Regions from separate parts of the Mus musculus genome. Here region 1 is linked to region 2. The links are chromatin contacts, called in public HiChIP or PLAC-seq maps. All regions are on one chromosome and are shown on one strand. Each heading gives the region's core, a stretch centred on a gene start, on an enhancer-like site or on the middle of the called end of the contact. The rest is flanking DNA. Distances are from core to core; before and after follow the strand shown.

Region 1 (3,233 bases), core at 126-2,625, 250 kb after region 2:
GCTAGGCAAGAATGTGGGTTAAAAACGTTTGCAGTACAAGTCTGACGACCAGAGTTTGATCCCTAGAAGTCAGAGGGAAGGTGGGAAGTGAGTCCTTAGATTTGTCATCCGACCTCTACATGTGCACCATGACACAGGTGCACCCACACTTACACAGGCACATCGTATATAAACACACACATACACAAATAATATATGAAGGAAAGCCGGGCGGTGGTGGCACACGCCTTTAATCCCAGCACTTGGGAGGCAGAGGCAGGTGGAGTTCTGAGTTCGAGGTCAGCCTGGTTTGGAAAGTGAGTTCCAGAACAGCCAGGGCTACACAGAAAAACCCTGTCTCAAAAAAACAAAAAACAAAACCCACCTATACACACACACACACACACACACACACACACACACACACACCCATGCTTATAAATATATATATATATATATATATATATTGTGTGTATATATATGTGTATATATATATATATATATACACACACACATATACACACACAACACACACACACATATATGTATATATATGTATACATAAACACATACACATATATATTCTGGAAGTGGGGCATGGTGGGAGGAGCTTGTGATCCGGCAATGCGATCAGAAGCTAAGGCCTAGGCTATACTGAGTTTGTCGCATGGGCTTCAGGAAAAGCTGTCTCTAAAAAAAAAACAAACAAAACCAACGACAACACTAAAGCTCTGGAGCTGTGTGCGGTGGTGTACATCTATACACCCAACACTCCGACGCTGAGGCAGGAGGATCTGGACCCGAGAAGCCAGCTGGGCTACTTAGATCTGGTTTCGAAAAGACAAAAATGAAAACAAGATAAAACATCCCCGAAAAGGTCCGCATTCATCCCTTAGGGCTTCAAGGAGGCCGCTGACACGGTTCTGAGCCTTGCAGCCAAAAATAAAGGGTGTCAGGAGTAGAGGGGTAAAAGGTGGCTGGCTCGGCTGAGGCTTCCCCTGAGATCTCCACCCATTGCCTGGGGGTCCTCAGATCAGCTTCCCCTGCCTGCTGGGGAGATGCCTGGACTCGCCTGGTCCTCAGAGGCTGTCTGCACGCCTGAGCCCTGGCGTCTGCCTTACTACCTGCCTTCCCACACATCCTGGCATGCAGCTGGAAGAGGCGAAAAGCAACCTGCGTGGGCGGGGAATCTTTGTGAGGGTCTGGCCACCCTGAGACCAACGAGATGCAGTGTCTTGCAGTCCCCGATGCAGAGACTGATGGCGATCTGAACTTGGTACTGTGCCTCTCTTCAGGGACAGGGTGTGAAAGGCAGGGCATGGCACTGGACGGAGGACAACCACTAAATACAGTGGAACCGCTAATGCCTGTGGCTGCCCCTCCCTGGAGAGAGGGAAGGGATGGAGACCAGGGTTAGGCCCTGAAATCAGGCTTCAGAATGCGAAGCTCACAGCCCAACCCATCCTGCCCTCTGCACTTCCCACGTTGCAAGTCTGTGGTTCCCGCTAGGAACCTTTGCTTTTCTCTGATTATTAGAAAGGCTTCAGGCATCACGGTTCTGCTAGCAAAGACTGCACACTTTCTCTCCTAGGTCCTGGGATTTCACATCAAAAGAACAGTCACTCAGCTGACCCTTATCCCACAGATACTGCTGGGGACTTTGTATCCCCAGCAGGGGCAGGGATGAGTCACCTCCCTGAGGGGTGGGTGGGGGTAGGGAGTGAACTCCTGATTGATTTTGTAGAATTTGTTTTCATGATCTAAGACATAAACACATCCTTTAGAAATGAAACGTTTCTGTGAAAACTGTTCCCTGCCCATTGCCCCTGCCTTATAGTCCCACCTCCTGGAACAGCTCCCAAGCCTTCACTCTCTTCCGCTGGCAATTGCCCTGTTTGTACGCAAGGGCTTAGAACGCCAAATCTGGGTTTGGAATTTGTGGAAAGGGATTTTTCTTGTTGTCAGCTAAACCCCCAAAGAAGTAGCTGCGAGGCTTAGCGGTACCAGCATTCTGGGAGGAATATCACTAAGGTGCTGTATAGCCTCCCAAAGCATCAAAGGAGGTCAAACTTGCTTGGGTTTGGTCCAAACCCATCATCCATTCAGCTCCAACTGTCTAGAAGCCTACATAGGTGCTTTTCTTCCCATGAGTGTTCCTCTGAAATAAAAACCAATTCCTTATGACTAGCGAAGTATCTGAATTGGTGGAGTGCATACCTAACCCTAGGTTCAATCTATAGCATCACACACACACACACACACACACACACACAGTATGATGGCATATGCCTGTAATCCCAAGTGCAGAATAACAGTAAGTTCCAGGTCATCCTAGACTCAGTATGAAATTCAAGGCTTGCCTGAGCTAATGGAGACCTGTCTCTTAAAAAGGAAAATTACAATTCTTTGATATGTAGACCACTGACTTGGTCCACCAGCCAGACTGTACCAGCCAGCCTTTGCATTACTAAGTGGGACACCTGAGGGAGATCATTTTATAAAAAGCAAAGGTTTGGGGGAAGATCAAGGGCCTGCATTAGTCTTGTCAAAGCAGCTCCTGGCTGTGTTATCAGAATGGAGGCTCGCATTCATGGGAGGGCTTACACTACCGAACAAGAAGACAGAGATACTGGGGTGCCACAGTCCTAGCTCCTCAGTGACCTAAGGATTTTCCATCAGCCCTTTCCTAAAGTGGCTTCCAAGTGAGCCACCCTAAAGACCAAACCTTCAACTACAATAGATCCTTGAAAAACAAGATTAAGTCAAATCCACAGCATAACATACCACTACAATGAACTACAATGAATAGCATCGAGTGATAACCAAAGCTTTAAGCAAGGCTGCCAAGAGGCTCACAGCCAGAACTCATCCAGGTGTTTTTCTAGTTTCAGAACATACAGATGTAATAGATGAGCTCATTTGTCCCAGGGCACCCCTTAACATAAAGAATAAGTCTATTCCCCAAGAAGTGGTGGCCACACCTGTAAAGCAGAGATAAGTGGATCTCTGAGTTCGAGACCAGCCTGGCCTACAAAATGAGTTCCAGGACAGCCAGGGCTACACAGAGAAACCCTGTCAAGCAAAAGCCAGAAAAATGGACCTATTGTCCAAAGGAGGACATTAAAAGAAAACCAATTCCTTGTCTATTGAGGTTTGCTCGAGGGCGTTGGAGCTGTGTTTATCTGATTCCTCTATTTGAAAGTTCAAGCTAGCAGTTGTTCTCAGATGGCATGCAGGCACTAATAACCCTGGCG
Region 2 (3,108 bases), core at 371-2,870:
GACAAATTCAGAGTGAAGGTATATGTAAGCCCGCTTCCCTCATGATGGCCTGGGTGCCTCTAGACAATAAGACTCTGGCATGCTACCCCCAGTCATGACAGACAACTTAAAAGAACCCCTAGCTGCCTCTCTTCATAGCCCCTCAAGACCCCTGGCTGCTGGAGATGTACAAAGCCCTCCATGCCCCTCCCCTCAGCCAGGAAAGGCATGGATACCTAGAACAGCCAGCCTCTGCCAACTGGAGGCCTGAGCCAAAGTAGGTTTGATGGTCAATTAGTTAGCTAGCTAGCTAGTTTGTTAGCTAGGAAGAGCTGGCTGTCCTGCTTCAGCCACACCTGGACACCCTCAGAGAAGCTAAGCTCCTCAAGGCAGCCCTTCCTGGAAGAGGATACCCCTAATTACCTCCAGGTTCTGGGAGGTTTTGTGGGAGCTTGAACCCAAATTTCAGATCCAGAACTGCTTCTAATACCACCTTCCTCTGCTGTGTCCCTCACAACTAAGAAGGCTGAAGGAATAAGAAGTGTCAGGGGCTGGAGAAATGGCTCAGCAGTTAAGAGCACTGGCTGCTCTTTCCAGAAGTCCCGAGTTCAATTCCCTGCAACCACATGGTGGCTCACAACCATCTGTAATGGGATCTGATGCCGTCTTCTGATGTGCCTGAAGACAGCTACAGTGCACTCATATACATAAAATAAATAATCTTAAAAAAAAAAAAAACAGAAGAAGAAGAGGGTCAGATCCAGCTGCTGGGCTAAGAATGAAGTAAGTGCTGATGTGTCTGCTGCAGCCATGTCCAAAGAGACTGCCAACTTGACTCAGGTGTTTATCTGTGTCCTGAAGTAGGAGTCATACGACCATGTACCAGGAGGCCTTGGCCGGCAGAACCCTGTTCTAGGTTCTTGGAAGAAATGGAAACGTCCTTTTAGACTTTGAGCAGGATCAGCCTCCATGGTTTCATAATAAAAGAACCTTTGAAGCTTTAAAGCATGGTGAAAATGAAAATCCACCCTCCTAGATTTTTGCATAAACTGATCAAACTAGGCAGGAGTTTTGTTTCGTTTTGCTTTAGGGTTCTTGCAAAAATCCAGGACCTTGCATAGACAAATGTTCCACCACCGAGCTACAACCTCAGGCCCTGAAATAAGCAATACTGACATAAAAGGCACTCTAGGCTTCCAGAAAGAAGGACCCAAGCCACCGGTTCCTGCTGGCCTCCTGGATCCCACCCCCACCCCCCACCCCTGGGGTTGGCCTCCTCCTGACCTCCAAGCAAGTTCAGCCTGGGTCATGAAGCAAATCCCTAGTGGGAAGGCTGTGACTCTTTTCTGAGCAACTACCCCAGCCTCTGTGCCTCTGACTTTGCTATCTCCTGGTGGGGCCAGCAGGTCAAGTTTCCTGATGGCCCTTAGCCTACCCAAACACCCTTGCCTGCCTGCTGGAATCAGCTCTCAACAGACCCAGAGGGAGGAGTCTGCTGCCAACTTCTGGGCAGATAGAAAGCCCAGGCCCTTACCTGCTCCCTCAGTGGCTTTCTCTGTGCGGTGGGCCAGGCCCTCGGCCGCCAGCTTCCCCAGGCCTCCCAGCATCGTATGGCAGCAGACAGTGACAGGTAAAGCTTGCTCCTCAGACTGGAAGAGCGTGCTTTTTATATATGCCTACCACAGCCTGCCAGGCTCCAGGGCACCAAGCCCTTACCTAGCCAGTAGTAGGCTGAGCAGATGAGTCAGGTCAGAGCCTGGGTGGGGCTACCCCAGTACTGTGCACAAGCCTTCTTTCAATGAGCCCCCACCCACTACCCCCTCTTCAAGGACCCTGTGAAGCAGAGATAAAAGGCAGAACCAGAGAGGTCATCTCTGAACAGGTCTGGTCTCCAGGGCAAGGAGCTCAAATGTTCTTCGAGAAGATAGCACTTGGGAACAATAGTTCTGCCAGGTCCTAGCTGGGATCTAGGCTCTCTAAATCTGGGCACTGCTGTGTGCATGATGTCAAGACCTCTGGGGTGCCTGTCAAGAGTCCTGTCTGTGGCCTAGTCAGCCTTCTAAAGCCTAGCACCAAAGCACCCCTGAGGCCAGACACAAGTGGTCCCATTGCCAAGGACCCTGCCCCAGCAGAACAGCCAAGTAGTCGCCCCTAGACAGGGGGCTCAGAGTGTTGCCTGACCGTCTGGAGGGCACAGCATTGACCCATGTGGTCATCCTGGCTCAGTCAGCTGATTTTCTCTCATCTTAGCTCCCGGGTTACCCAGGACTGGGGCAGCCAGCACATGGGGACATGCTGGCCGCTTTGTACCCTGGGGCGGGGGGGGGCAGCTTCTAGGGAAATCTGTGAGTTTAACCGTAGCCACTTCACTTCCCATATCCTAGACAATGAGGCAGAAGACCCCATCGCCACTTGTCTTAACTAGAATTCCCCCTAGGAGCAGTTCTACAGTTTCCTGGTGTGTCGGATACAGAGGGTCAGGGTGCCTCCCTCATTACTCAGGATAGGCAGAGATTCCTCAAGCCACATTCCACATATTACCTCCCTTAATCACTAGTTCAAACAAAGCCTCAGTTTCTCCATCTATAAAATGGGATAGCTATGTCTTCCTGGCTGTGTCATTGATAGTCAGTGGGTCAAGTACACAGGTTCTTGCAAATACCTGTTCCCTCCTGCTCATCCAAGAAATTCCTCTAGACAGTAGGCCCTGCTCACTACGGCAGGGGACCAAGGCGCAGCTGGGATGTTAGACCCCTTGATGCTAAAGAGATGAGGGATATGGACTCCATTGACCTAGGGCCAGGGCCAGAAGGTCATCCAATGTCCCTATTTACATAATCTAGACTATGGCTAACATCTCTTCCCTGTTGAAGCCTCTCTCATCCCTCAAACCTGCCCTGCTAGGTATGACACGACTTAATTAGTGTTTACCAGACGAAGGGCCCTCATAGCCCATGCCCTTTAGAGCTGAGGTCCTCCCACATTCCTGTGTGGTATTGGTAGACCCGGACTGTGATTAAAGGGTGCTATGGGCAGCAGGACCTCCGGTCACATAGCCAAGCCCCATCCATATCATTGCTATCTCCTTGGGGCAGACGTGGACAGACAGGTGACTTGGAAGAGCCCTTC

What was found. HiChIP or PLAC-seq counts read pairs in DNA pulled down with a chosen protein or histone mark.
Region 1: an H3K27ac HiChIP or PLAC-seq map of embryonic stem cells shows a contact between it and region 2, with 6 read pairs. The contact joins the enhancer-like site here to the promoter of Fam25c in region 2. A contact is called at or near these places in 12 of 39 promoter capture datasets (the 3T3-L1 cell line, 3T3-L1-derived adipocytes, the C10 cell line and 7 more), 4 of 115 datasets of contacts at active chromatin or transcription factors (embryonic stem cells and epiblast stem cells) and 1 of 9 other capture datasets (pancreatic islet).

Annotation. Positions count from the first base shown.
Region 1 is chr14:34,606,491-34,609,723 of GRCm38.p6, forward strand. No RefSeq gene overlaps it. Among named protein-coding and RNA genes, the nearest start is that of Opn4, 8.0 kb to the left of the region's middle. Within about 2 kb of position 1,376, at least 20 of the 459 cell types and tissues checked have an H3K27ac peak or open chromatin away from gene starts, as enhancers often do. A contact at or near this core is called in embryonic stem cells and trophoblast stem cells, where this site is marked.
Region 2 is chr14:34,353,773-34,356,880 of GRCm38.p6, forward strand. It overlaps Fam25c (family with sequence similarity 25, member C), which reads right to left and starts at 1,621. Exons shown (of 3, transcript NM_183278.2): 1 at 1,514-1,621. The coding sequence starts at 1,586.